2 separate regions of the Rattus norvegicus genome follow, and region 1 is linked to region 2. The links are chromatin contacts, called in public Hi-C maps. All regions are on one chromosome and are shown on one strand. The core of a region is the stretch at or near the end of the contact, and the rest is flanking DNA. Distances in the headings are between cores, read along the strand shown.

What was found. A called contact is a pair of places that touch in the nucleus more often than the background predicts.
Region 1: a Hi-C map of hepatocytes shows a contact between it and region 2, with 2.5 times the contacts expected there. The contact joins the promoter of Nicn1 here to the promoter of Apeh in region 2. A contact is called at or near these places in 5 of 12 Hi-C or Micro-C datasets (frontal cortex, hepatocytes, liver and 1 more).

The regions. Positions count from the first base shown.
Region 1 is chr8:117,851,302-117,857,791 of GRCr8, reverse strand. Nicn1 (nicolin 1, tubulin polyglutamylase complex subunit) reads right to left here and starts at 2,754. Exons shown (of 6, transcript NM_001034999.1): 1 at 2,548-2,754; 2 at 662-838; 3 at 118-231. The coding sequence starts at 2,679.
Region 2 is chr8:117,656,996-117,664,323 of GRCr8, reverse strand. Apeh (acylaminoacyl-peptide hydrolase) reads left to right here and starts at 2,822. Exons shown (of 22, transcript NM_012500.1): 1 at 2,822-2,838; 2 at 2,914-3,046; 3 at 3,498-3,624; 4 at 4,368-4,461; 5 at 4,553-4,628; 6 at 4,718-4,881; 7 at 5,023-5,160; 8 at 5,255-5,346; 9 at 5,423-5,463; 10 at 5,555-5,676; 11 at 6,140-6,200; 12 at 7,202-7,299. The coding sequence starts at 2,827. Bsn (bassoon (presynaptic cytomatrix protein)) reads left to right here. Exons shown (of 12, transcript NM_019146.2): 12 at 1-877.

The sequences.
Region 1 (6,490 bases), core at 1,505-4,004, 190 kb before region 2:
GCTTCCTTCGGAGTCTCACCAACCTTGCCTGTGACCCACCCTAGAGCCCCATCTCTAGCCAGAGCTAGAAGCTTTTAAGGTAAAGAGTTAGCCAGTAAGTTTCTGAGAGCCACTTGCCTTTGGTCCTTGCTGGTAGATTTGCAGTTCCTCCACGGAGAAAGACAGCCACAGTGGTGACGGCTGCCGCAGAATCAGACGCAGCTCCAGTATTCTGTTCATGTCACACAGCATCTGACACACATACAGAAGGACTCACTGAGCAGGGTGTGGTGATGCGTGCTTTTAATCCTAGCACTGGGGAGGCAGAAACAAGCAGTTCCTTTCTCTGAGTTCAAGACCAGCCTGGTCTACAAAGCAAGTTCCAGGATAGCCAGGGATACACACAGAAACCCTAATCTCAAAAAGACAAAGCAAAATAAAAATCTTTTCAAAAAACAAATACATTAAAAAAAAAAAAGACCCGGTTCCTTTACCAAGAACCTCCCAATCTACAGTAAAACCAAATGCTTCTCAAAGCCTTTATGAAGGACAGAACAAAGCAACTGCCTGAAAGCCATAGTCCAGCCCAGTTTTGCCCCACTCTTCCCTCCTGCTTTTCTGCCCAATCCAAGGGCAGGATTCCTTATCTAAGATTCCCTGGCCATGCTGAAGCCCAGCTGACCTGGTGCTTGAACAGTGACACATACTCCTGGGCTCCCTCCTCACTGTGTGGGTCAGGCATCAAACAGTAGTCCCGCAGACAAGTTACCCACTTGGCTGGTGTGTGCATCAGGGTCTGCTGACGAACGCGGATGCTCAAAAAAGCTGTGTAGTAATTCTTAAACGTGATCTCCTGCAGCTAGAATACACACAGCCCACCGTTAAGACAGGAGGCCCAGTGATACCATCTCCTCCTTTTAGAATGTATACTTTTGCTAACCAATTCAACAACTACTGGGGCCCAAACATAACCTTGCGTTCCTAAAAAGTGCTCACAGATCTGTAAGTCATGCAAACAAACCATCCCCAACATATCCGAGATGGTATCAGAGGTCAGAACCTTAACCCTGAAGGAAGCACAAGAGGGACATGGGAAACCCCATGAGGGCGAGCTCGCTAAGTGGACCAGTGAAGGGAGGTGAGGTAATATCCTGGGCTGAGGGTGTGGCTCCGTTGGTGCAGTGCTAGCCTTGTCTAGCACGTTTGAAGTTCCAGGCTAGACCGCACAGGACTGCATAAACTGGGCGTGTAATGGATACCTGTAATCTCAGTGCTTGGGAGGTAAAGGCAGGAGGATCAGAAGTTCATGATAAGCCTCAGCTATTCTTAGCCACTCTGGGATTTCTTTTTTTTTTTTTTTTTGGTTCTTTTTTTCGGAGCTGGGGACCAGCCACTCTGGGATTTCAACGGTTCCCTACCACTCCCAAGAGTAGCTTCTTTGTAAAAAGTACCACAGTGAGAGAACCTGTCATTCAGCCTGGCAATAGTAGAGATTCTTCCCCACACACACACACACACCTCTCTCTCAGAATTAGCCAGCTTAGACCAGAATAAGAATAATAGTAGGATAGTGCACTGTAGGGGCATGGGGAGCCAGGAGGCTGGGTAGCCTACAGTATCGACTGCCATAACAGTAGTTTTCATCACTGGATGCACACCAGAGTCACCTATGGAGCTCAAAACGAAAGAAAACAAACAAAACACAGAGATCAGGATTTGGTTCCCAGCACCTACATGGCACTTTACAGTTCCAGGGGATTACTCCAGTTTCAGGGGATTCAGAACCTTCTTCCGGCCTCTACTTCTACTGGGCATGCACAAGGTATATAAGCATACATGCAAACGCAACACACATAAATTTAAAATAAACCTTCCAAAATAAAATTATTAAATAAGTAAATAAAAATATAGATGTCAAAGATCCACCTCAAACACACTAACTCGGATTTTCCAAGGTCAGATGAATTAACTAGGTCTCCCCAGTCCATGGTAAGCAACATCTTGGGAGAGAATGACATATTGTAACACAAAGCATATAGGGCCAAGAAGGTGGGTGAAGAAAGAATCCTACTCATTAGAGGTAGGCTTTGTCTGTGCTGAGGTCATGCAAGGCCCTGGCACTGTCAGCTGAGATGGAAGCGCAACTAGGGATTGGAAACAAGTCACTAGGAGGACCTAGATGAAGGCTAGGTTGCACCTGACCTGTAGCAGGAGCCATCAGAATGGGTACGTTTGCATCATTAATGATCCCAGCTATGGCCAAAATCAAATATCCTCTCACTTGTACTGAGGTTCAAATTATATTTCCAGTAACATCCTGGACACCGGGTAGAGACGCTGAAGAGGATAGAACGGAAAACACTAGTCTATTTAATAAAATCTATTAATAAAGACTGTAAATGCTTCTAAATAGGGCCAATTCGCAAAAGCAAGAGGCACGTTAGAGGCAGTGTAAACGCCTAGGAAACGCCCAAGTTACTAGGTATTCCCCGCCCAGAAGCCTTGACCGCATCTATGTGGGGCGGGGGCGGGGGTGGGGGTGGGTGGGGGGTGGTAGGGATTGCTCACCTCGAAAGGCGCGACGTTGGGAAAAGTGACATCGACGACTAGCACGCCAGGCCGACCTTGGGAGGTCCTCATGTCGCCCACTTGCAGGGCGACAGTGCTTTTCACATGACAGGGCACCACTACACGGGACATGATTTGGGAGGCTACAATCAAGCGAAATCACCGCTAACAGTCTCCATCCAACCACTAGCCCTTATTGGCGTCGCCTATCAACCAAGAGAACTACAACTCCCAGGCGACATAACGCTTGTAACAGTCTAGCCAATCCCGATGGTCAGGGCAGGTCGAGAGTCGGAAATACCAGCGGAAGTTCTTCTTCAACCAATCACACGTCTGTAAGCCCCTCCCAGGCTGCTCTGGGCAACCGTCGAGCCGTTCTTTATCAAAGAGATCCAGAATGCTTTGGGCTGGCTTAAACCTTCCTTAAATTCGGCTACTTTATTAGGTTAAAATGTATAAAACAATTAGGCGGTTGATGGCGCTTGCTTTTAGTCCCGCATTTGGGAGGCAGAGGTAGGCGGGATTCTGACTTCGAGGCCAGCCTGGTCTACAGAGAGAGTTTCAGGACAGCCAAGGTTGTTACACAAAGAAACTGTCTCTCCGTAGCATACACAAAATCCATCTGGGTACAGCTATCTGCAATTCCAGACCTAAGGAATTTGTCACCCACTTCTGGCCTTGGAACAATTGTTTCTTTGGTTCTTTTTTTTTTTTTTCCTTCGGAGCTGGGGACCGAACCCAGGGCCTTGCGCTTCCTAGGCAAGCGCTCTACCACTGAGCTAAATCCCCAACCCCCAATTGTTTCTTAAAAATACAAACAAGATAAGGTATGTTGGTGCAAGCCTTTAATCCCAACATTGAGGAGGCAGAGTCAGAAGCAGGTAAATAAATCACTGGGTGTTTGAGACCAATCTGAGCTACAGAAAGAGGTCCAAATCAGGGGCTGGGGATTTAGCTCAGTGGTAGAGCGCTTACCTGGGAAGCGCAAGGCCCTGGGTTCGGTCCCCAGCTTCGAAAAAAAAGAACCAAAAAAAAAAAAAAGTTCCAAATCAGTCCTGTCTCAAAAAGGGGGAAAAAAAAAAAAAGTGGAGGCACAAGGTGCGTTGATTCACTCCTGTAACCCCAGCTAAATCTAGTCCAAAAAATAAAAGGCCAGGCATTAGTGACGCTTTAGTTAACCCAGCACTTGGAAGGTAGAAGCAGAATCTAGAAGATCGGACGTTCAAGGCTGGTCTTCAGTAGGTTTCAGGCTAGGTAGCAGATTTCAGGCTAGCTTAGGCTATGTGAGGCTAAAAAAGGAAGAAAGCATAACAGCCCAATTAAATTGGTTGACTGGGGAGGAGGCAAATACTCGGTTTGGGATTTGTTTATCTTTTTTTCCAGACAAGATGTCACTACAGATGTAAATGAGGCTGCTCCCAAATTCACAGAGATCCACCTGCCTCTGCCTCCTTCATTCTGGGATTAAAGGTGTGTGTCACCACGCCAACCTACCCAGTTTTCTTTTTACGTTTTATATTGAGGCATTTGGGAAGATTAACAGATCTGAGGTATATGGTCAGGAATTTCAGCCCATGCAGCGGGAGAGATAGCTTTGCAGTTAAAAAGCCCTTGCTGCTTTTCCAGAGGACTAAGTTTAGTTCCCCAAACTCCCTGCAGGTTCCCGTGAATGCCTGTAATTCCATGCTGTCTTCTGACCTCTGAGGGGAGCTTGAACTTATGTGTACATACCCACACAGACACATGTGATGTGTATACTCATAATTTAAAACTAAGCCTGACAGTGGTGGTGCACACCTTTAATCCCAGCACTCAGGAGGCAGAGGCAGGTGGATCTCTGTGAAGTTCTAGGACAGCCAATACTACACAGAGGAACCCCGTATGTGCGCATGTGCAGTGGGGAATGGGACTCCTGCGCAATGATCCAGTGAGTGAATACACTTGCTATGCAAGCTTGAAGACCTGAGTTCAAGTCTCCAGAACCCATGTTGGAAATAAAAGAAAACTGTGCATGTCTGTAATCCTAGCATTTGGCAGAGTGGAAACAAGAGGATTCTGGGAGCTCAATGGCCAGCCAGCCTAGCCAAATAGGGAGATTCTGGTTCAATGAGAGACTGCATGAAAGGAGTAAGGCAGACAGGCATAGAGGAAGACACCCAGATCCTTCCCTGAACTCCAAATATTAGAGCACAGGCATGTGTACCAACACATACACATCGTACCAAACACAACATAATGCACAAAAAACATTTTAATTAATTTTTATTGATATGGGTACACTATAGCTGTCTTCATACGTACCAGAAGAGGACATTGGATCTCATTACAGATGGTTGTGAGCCACTATGTGGTTGCTTGGAATTGAACTCAGGTCCTCTGGTCCAGCAGTCAGTGCTCTTAACCACTGAGCCATCTCTCCAGCCCCCACAAAATACTTTTTAATTAAACTTTAAACAATAATTTTTTAATTAAGCGAGTTCCTGAGAAATATCAGCATGATAGATATATGCCAAATTTGTCCTCTTGTTAAAGGAGAAATTATAGAAAGCCATAGTTTCTGGGTTAAGCTCCTACACCATGTTCTGACAGTCTAGCTAAAAATAAAAAGGGAGTCACTCGTACTAATGGTCCATGTCACCAAAATGAAATTAAACTGTTTATCTGAATTTCCAAGAAATCGGGATTAGAAAAATAACAGCCAGTTATCTCAAACAGACCAGTTTGAATTGGCACAATAGTGTCCCATCTGCCTAAAGCCAAACACAAAAATGGTAACATGATGTTAACTGTTGCTTCCCTGTATCTGCTTTACACAGAAAATAACTTTGAAATGACTAACCTGCTTTTTGTTTCGGATTCTACTCTCTTTAGTCCTTTTCTGACTATGAAGCCATTCTCTTAAGCTAGGTTTTGGGTTTTGTTATACTTTGTTTCAATTTTGAATTTTCTTATATAGCTTTTAAACTCACCATCCTGGGAGAGATCTGTGCCACCACACAGAAATCTGTTGTATTGTGCAATAATGTTGCTGCCCCAGCTTTCTTTTGATAATTATTTGTATGGAACAGATTTCTTATCTTTTTTTTTTTTCCAGAGCTGGGGACCAAACTGCAAGCGCACTACCACTGAGCTAAATCCCCAACCCTCTTATCCTTTTTCATGTAACCGCTTTGTATACTTACATCTAAGGTCATCTTTCTTGCTAAGCATGGGGTATATAGCTGTAATTCCAGAACTCAGGAAGTTGAAGGCAAGAGTATTTCCTTGAGTTCAAGGCCAGCCTGCTACACTTAGTGCATTCCAGGACCATCCTGTTTCAGGTTAGAGGAGAGAGTTCAGAGGTTAAAAAGCTTCTGTCACCATGCCTCAAACTCACCAAACTCACCTCAAAGGTGAGGAGAGAGCAGATTCCTGCAAGTTGTCTTCTGGTCTAAGCTCGTACACTAGACATAATGAATAAATAAACACACATAAACAAATATGTAAATTAAAAAGAATGATCTAAACAAATACACTGGGACTAGGGGGATGGCTCAGTTGGTACAACGTTTTTGGTTTTTGGTTTTTCCAGACAGGATTTCTCTGTGTAACCCTGGCTGTCCTGGAGCTCACTCTGTAGATCAGGCTGTTGTTGAACTCAGAGATTAAGCTTCTACCTCCCAGTGTTGGGATTAGAGGAGTTGAATACCACCCAGCTCAGGTGACCCAGAGGGAGGTGGCAGGGACAGTTGGATCTCTAAGTTTGAGGTTAACCTCGTCTACAGAGCAAACCGTGGCTGTATAGTGAAATGAAACCTTTCAAATGAATAAATAGGGTCTGGAGAGATGGCTCAGAGGTTAAGAGCACTGTTTGCTCACCCAGAGGTCGTGAGTTCAATTCCCAGCAACCACATGCTTGCTCACAACCATCTGTAATGAGATCTGGTGCCCTCTTCTGGCCTGC
Region 2 (7,328 bases), core at 1,573-4,072:
GGGTAAGAAGTCTCTGGGTAGAGTCCAGATCTTCTCCATTTTCCCCTCTCGGTGTCATAAGCAAGGGTACCCACCTCTGCCCACCCACGGCCTCAACACACTCACGTCATAGTGATGGTCCTCGCACCATCCTCTTCCTATTCTTTGGGTAGGGTGAATGGACTCAGGGCTCACAATGAGAGAACAGCTAGGGCAGCCATTCTGGCCTGTATTCTGGAGCCTATGGGGAGTTTTCTAGGCAGGTCCATGCCATAGAGTGCAGTCCTGCCCATAGCCCTTCTCCCCCCATACTGTAAATAATTTGTCATCATGGACTCCAACAGGGTCGGAGGGACAGATATAACCAATTGAAATTCTCTGAAGATGCCATCTGTCTCCCGGGGTGCCAGCGCCTGCTATCATGTGCACCAAGTGGCACTGGAGAGCCATAGAAGTCATAAGATACTGTATGTGTAAGCACATGTACATGAATGTGTGTGTGTGTGTATGTGTGTGTGTAAGTGTGTGTGCGTGTGTGCACGAGTCTCATTCAGCCTCTGGGGTCAAATCAGCTCCTCTCCTCTCCTCTACTCCTGGAGAGTAGTGACCATCAACATTTTCCCCTTCTAGCTTCTATGTCTTGTTTTTGCTTTCCCTCCCCCCTCCTCCCCTCTCCTTCCTTCTCTCCTTCTTTATTTGAGGGGGAAGAGTGCTGTACAAAGTCAAACAAACAAGTTTACAGTTGTAAGTGCAATGACCCGAGTCCTCCACATGACCTTGTGAATTGTGTGCCGTCCTCCTGTGCTCTGTGAGAACTCGTGGTACTTCAGTGTCCCTCCCCTGTACTGTGACAAGGTATTTCTGTGGTATCAGAATAAAAGGACTTGATATAAACAACCTCCAGACTGTCTTTGGGATGATTTCTGAAGTGGGAATGCTTAGCCAAACAAGTAAATGCCAATGCTTGTGACAATATCCTCAATGATTAAAGACGAGAGAGAGAGAGAGAGAGAGAGAGAGAGAGAGAGAGAGAGAGAGAGAGAGAGAGAACAACGTTTCAGAAATGTTGGTACACAACTGGGGCTAAGTTTAAAAATGACTGTCCAGGAAGGTGTAAAGGCCTGTCCCCCACCAATGGGTTTCCACCAGTTTTCAGGGTTCTGGTTCCCAGGAGCTAGTGCTGCCCCCTGGTGCTCTCAAGCAAGCTTTACATTTGTCTGCCTTGCTCCAACCTCAGAATCCTCCCCCCCCCCCCAGGCTAAGACCTTAATTCCCACATATAGTCAAGAGTAGTTCAAGCCGGGTGTCATAGCCCACACTTTTTTTAAAAAAAGATTTATTTATTTATCATATATAAGTACACTATACCAGTCTTCAGACACACCAGAAGAGGGCAGTGTATCTCATTACAGATGGCTGTGAGCCACCATGTGGTTGCTGGGATTTGAGCTCAGGACCTCTGGAAGAGCAGTCAGTGCTCTTAACCACTGAGCCATCTCTCCAGCTCATAGCCCACACTTTTTAAAATTTTTATTTATTTTATGTATATGAGCACACTGTAGCTGTCTTCAGACACACCAGAAGAGGGTATTGGATCCCATTACAGATGGTTGTGAGCCACCATGTGGTTTGAACTCAGGACCTCTGGAAGAGCAGTCAGTGCTCTCAACCGCTAGTCATCTCTCCAGATCCCAAAGTCCACATTTTTAATCCCAGCTCTTGGGAGGCAGAGATAGGTGGGTCTCTGTGAGTTAGAGGCCAGGACTATGTAGAGAAACTAAACAATAAAAGTCAAGTATCACTAGAAAATAAGAAACAGAGACTAAACAAAGTGTATCAATTTTGCCTCAGGGAAGAAAGAAAGTACTCATTCAAGGGGACCCATAGCTGGTCTGAAAGAGCAGCCAGTCTCAAGGATATGGAGGAAGGGGAGATGCCTACTGTTGCCCAACCTCTCTTGCCCTCTGCTGTCACCTAAGTTCAACCTAGTCCTGTGTGGTGTGCAAGAGGAGACCGCCTGTCTAGGCTCTTCTTTCCACTGCACCTCGCTGCTCTTCCGTGAAGTCTGACCCCACCCACATCTGCTCTTGGAGTGGGCTGACTCAGTCTGCTCAAGATCAGCATCAATGAGTCACTGAAAAGGGCGGGTTAAGGCTGTAGCAACAGATAGCTTCGGGGGCAAGTCTGGTGGTTGATAAACCGGGGTAGCACCCAGAGAGTTCAGCACCGCCCTTTGCCCCGCGCCCCAGGGCTCCGCCCGGGGACCTGATTTTCTCACTCCTAACCGCCTGGCTTGCAGTAAATGCGGAGAGAGCTGAAAGAGATCCCTGCGAGTGCCGCGCCCCGCAACGTTTCGACTTCATGGACCTTTCCCACCCCACCCCAAATCCCCTTGTCCCTCATCCTTCAGGATCATTGGCGTTCCTCTTAAGCACAGCCCTTCGAATGAATACTCAGAGTTTTCTCTCTGACCCCGCAGCTCACAGTCGGCTGAAATCCGGTCCTACTTCTTTCACTCATCCCAGACCTCCCCTATCCCGGAACACCAGCTCTGTTTTCTGCGGTTACATTTCTGCCCTCGCTCCTCGGAGGCTTTCCCCTCTCTAAAAATCCCAGGACCCGACTCCCAGGTTCTGCCTCCTACTTGCCAATCCCGCTCCTTCCCGAGGCTCCTTCGTAGGCCCCGCCTTCATACCACCCAGGCACCGCCCCCAGCTGGTTGGCCCGAGCTTTGCTGGGCCCTGCAGGTCCCAGGTCGCCACTGGGTGTAGCGGAAACTGGGGACCGCCTTAGGCCCCGCCCTCGGAGCCTCACTTCCGGGACTTAGGCGCTACAGAAAGATCGACTATGGAGCGTCAGGTGAGGGCTCGGCCCGTGGCCCCTGTGGCCTCCGTAGCCCGGGCTGAGCCTGACCCTGGTGTGTCCCCTGCGCAGGTGCTGCTGAGTGAGCCCCAGGAGGCGGCAGCGCTGTACCGGGGCCTTAGCCGCCAGCCTTCGCTGAGCGCCGCCTGCCTGGGTCCGGAGGTCACCACGCAGTATGGGGGCCTCTATCGGACCGTGCACACTGGTGTGTAGACCGAGGGGACTGGGTGGCGACGGGCCGTGCATCCAGGTGGGGACTGTGGAAGGCACGCTGCTTGACACGGGCTTGGGGAGGAAACCAACTGTAGTTCCTGCGCACAGGTGTTTTGGGGGTTGTGGTAGCCCGTAAATGAATTGAAAGTGTGGGAGTAAAATTCAGACCTGCATGGAAGGTGTGAACCTCGCAGACCTCTCCAACCCTTACATTCTATAGCCCAACAACAGTTACGTTGCCCTTAAAATTCTATGGTTGGTAGTGGGTTCTCTCCGACTGTCAGCTCAGGCTCTGGAAACCTAGGCTTAGGTTATATTAGTGAAGTGTTGACCAGGTTTTACTCAGGATGTCCGAAGACAGACTGGAAAAGGTAGGCCATGATTGGTGGGTAGTGATCCAAAGTGGCCCAGACAAGTTGAGCAGCCTCGTGCCTCCCTTGCAGAGTGGACTCAGAGGGACTTGGAGCGAATGGAGAACATCCGATTCTGCCGCCAGTACCTAGTGTTTCATGACGGAGACTCGGTGGTGTTTGCCGGGCCTGCAGGCAACAGTGTGGAAACCCGGGGGGAGTAAGTGTGACAGGAGGAGTTTGTAGATGAGACCACAACCCTCCCTGCCATGCTAGCCTTGTATAAATGTCACCACGTGTCCTTAGGGTGTCAAGCTCTGTGCCGCTCCCCTTCAGGGACAACTTTGGGTAGCTTCAGAGGAGCAAAGAACCAGGTGCCTGCTCCTTGAGAGTTTATTTGGTCTCTGGAGACATGGCCTGATAAACACTAGAAGCTTCTTCCTAACTAGGTCCTGGGTCCCTGGGAATCTGAAGAGAGTCAAGTCACGTAAGGAAGAGAGAGAAGGCCAGCTAGCTTGAGGAGTGTGCATGGGCTGTATGAGATCAGACTCCCAGTTAGCTGGGAGATGTCTCCCATGCTGCCCCCTCCGACTTTGTAATGCTAGACCAAAAAAAAAAAAAAAAAAAAAAGCTTATAAAGAAAAGGGAGAGGGGCTAGAGAGATAGCACAGAGGTTAAAGGACCTCTTCCAGAGGCCGTGAGTTCAATTCCCAGCAACCACATGGTGGCTCACAACCATCTGTAATGAGACGTGACGCCCTCTTCTGGCCTGCAGTCACATATGCAGGCAGAATGCTGTATATATAATAAATAAATAAATCTTAAAAGAAAAAAGGAAGGAGAGAGAGAGAGAGAGAGAGAGATTCATTCATTCATTCATGTAAGAGGCTATGACCAGTAAGGGGGCAGCACAAGGCTGTTTTGGGGCTTGGCAGAATCCTGACCTGCACCCCCTGTTCTCAGGCTGCTGAGCAGAGAGTCTCCTTCAGGCACCATGAAAGCTGTGCTTCGCAAGGCCGGAGGCACAGTCTCAGGAGAGGAAAAACAGTTCTTGGAGGTGAGTCTGCAAGGACGAGGTGGCAGGCAGTAGGCCATAGGTGAGGAGGATCTGCGGAGGGGCAGGCAGCCTGATACCCAGGTATCCTCAGGTCTGGGAGAAGAACCGGAAGCTCAAGAGTTTCAACCTGTCAGCGCTGGAGAAGCATGGGCCTGTCTATGAGGATGGTGAGGCGCCTGGCTGGTAAGCAGGCAGGGTGGGAAGAAGGGGCAGCCATAGCTTTGGGCTCCCCCTAATCGTCCCTCCCTGCATGTAGACTGCTTTGGCTGCCTTTCCTGGTCACACTCAGAGACACACTTGTTGTATGTGGCGGAGAAGAAGCGTCCCAAGGCTGAGTCCTTCTTTCAGACCAAAGCCTTGGACATCAGTGCCAGCGATGATGAGATGGCCAGGCCGAAGAAGCCAGACCAGGCCATCAAGGTGCTTGTGGTGTGGCCAGGCCACGAAGGCCCCGCTGGGCAGCCCTGCATCACTGTATCCAGTGGACCTGGGAGGCCCGAATGTCTAGGAGGCAGGGCAGGGTTCTGAAGGCACTGGGCATTGAGTGTCCTCTGTTCTCAGGGGGACCAGTTTGTATTTTATGAAGACTGGGGAGAAACGATGGTTTCCAAAAGCATCCCTGTGCTCTGCGTGCTAGATATCGACAGTGGCAACATCTCTGTGCTTGAGGGAGTCCCTGAAAATGTGTCACCTGGTCAGGTCAGCAGCAACTTGGCCTGTGCCCTCCCGGAGGCAGGGTTCCCTGTCTGAGCAATTCGTCTTGCTCATACCTACTTTGTGGTCTTGTTTACAGGCTTTTTGGGCCCCTGGAGACACGGGGGTGGTGTTTGTGGGCTGGTGGCATGAACCCTTCAGGCTCGGCATCCGCTATTGCACCAATCGCAGGTGAGGAAATGGGCGGACCAGAGGGCCGTTATGGCCCAGCCGACCATGGAGCTGAGTGTCTCTCTGACCTTTCCAGATCAGCTCTGTTCTATGTGGACCTGAGCGGAGGGAAGTGTGGTAAGTGTCTGGCGTCCGCATGTGCTTGCCTGACACATGTGCTTAGTCTTCCCCCGTGAATGTGTCAGTCACTCATATTTCTGTGGCCTAGAACTACTCTCGGATGGTTCCCTGGCCATCTGTTCTCCTCGGCTCAGCCCAGACCAGTGTCGCATCGTCTACCTACAGTATCCATGTCTAGCCCCTCATCACCAATGCAGCCAGCTCTGCCTGGTGAGTTGGGAGGTGAGGGTGAGGGGGTGGTGGTGGTTTGGTTAGCTTCTTGTTGGGGAACGAAGGCTAAAGGGACATGGTCATCTCCCCCCCTTGGGGCCCTCTCCTGTCTTCAGTGGATCAGTGGCTTGACCTTCAAGGTAGGACCTGGAGGCTTGAGCACTCTCGGGGCTCACCTCCTTAAGAGTCTCCTCCAGTCACTTAGTTCACATCTCCAAGAAGCCAGGCTCTACAAGGAGCAGGGGCAGAGTTGGAGGCTATACAGAGTCCATCCCCTGTACAAGGAGAGCCCTGGGTGGAAGTCAAGGGTCACACCTATCTGAGACAAGTCCAGGCTACCGTAAAAGAGATAAATTAGCCCCCTTCTCTCCCTAAAGCAATCCAAAGTTGTCACCTGAAGAGATAGATATCTGCGCCCTGAGATCCATGCCCTGGTGGGTCTGACCATTGTGTTCTCTTGCAGTACGACTGGTACACCAAGGTCACCTCAGTGGTGGTGGACATTGTACCCCGGCAGCTGGGAGGTAAGAGGTGCCTGGCTGGGGAAATCAGTAGGGCCTATACTAGGGCTATCTGTCCCACCTTCCTGGGTTCCTTTGGAGGACTCTCTCCTTGCTACTGTAGCCCTGTTGCCCAGGCCCACCAGAGATAGAAGATGGTGCTATGGGTAATAGCCTGATAGAATAAGATCAGAGTAGCCCAAGTTGGCTTGGGATGAGTGTCAGACAATGTTAGTTTGGAATGTTAGGCTTGAGAAGCACTGGGCCTGTGGGTGTGTGTTACTCTGTTTTCCTGCCCCGGCAACCTTTGTCCAGTCTAAGTGAGCTGGTCCTCTGGAAAGGGGACTCGAAGCTATGAGGCTCCTCTCCGAACAGCAGGTGCTTACAGCTCTGCTTGCAGTCCTCGGGCATCCCAAGGACATGCGGAGGAAAGTCTTTTCTCAAACCACCGAGAAAGGTCCAAGGGTCCAGTGGGGCAGGTCCAGCAGACAAAGTTCCAGGGATAAAGCACATGGCTACCTGTGCGTGATCCTTAGCACATACCTTGAGTTTGCAAGGACACCATAATAGGGACCTAGTCTGAACCTCAGCTCTGCCCATTAGCTGTGTGTCCTTGGTTGGTGCTCTGTCTTCCATGAGCTTCTGTTTCTCCATTTGTGGACAGGGTGATCAAGTCCACCTTCTGAGCTCCTGAGTGAGCTGCTGTACTCTGCACTCTGGTGGATAAGTACGTTATCTTAATACGGTTAAGGCACTTACATTGCCAAGACCCAAAAGGGAATAGCCAATAGGAAAGCATCGAGTTCGCCAAATAAGCTCACCAGCTCTGCCTCTTCCAGTCCTCAGAAGGTTCCCCCCACCCCCCTTCACCTTCTACTCAGTAAACTCCTCATTGCCAAAGGTACCCTCATGTCTAGGACTATCTACCTCAGATTTCAGGGGCCCTGGGTGAATTCCCCAACTTCATATTCTCGATCCCCCAGGCCCCTCCTAAGATGGCAGCTTACACCCTTCTACCTTTGCAGAGAGCTTCTCTGGAATCTACTGCAGTCTTCTTCCTTTGGGATGCTGGTCAGCTGACAGCCAGAGAGTAGTCTTTGACTCTGCCCAGCGCAGTCGGCAGGTAAAAGCCTCTGATTGTGTGGAGAGGTA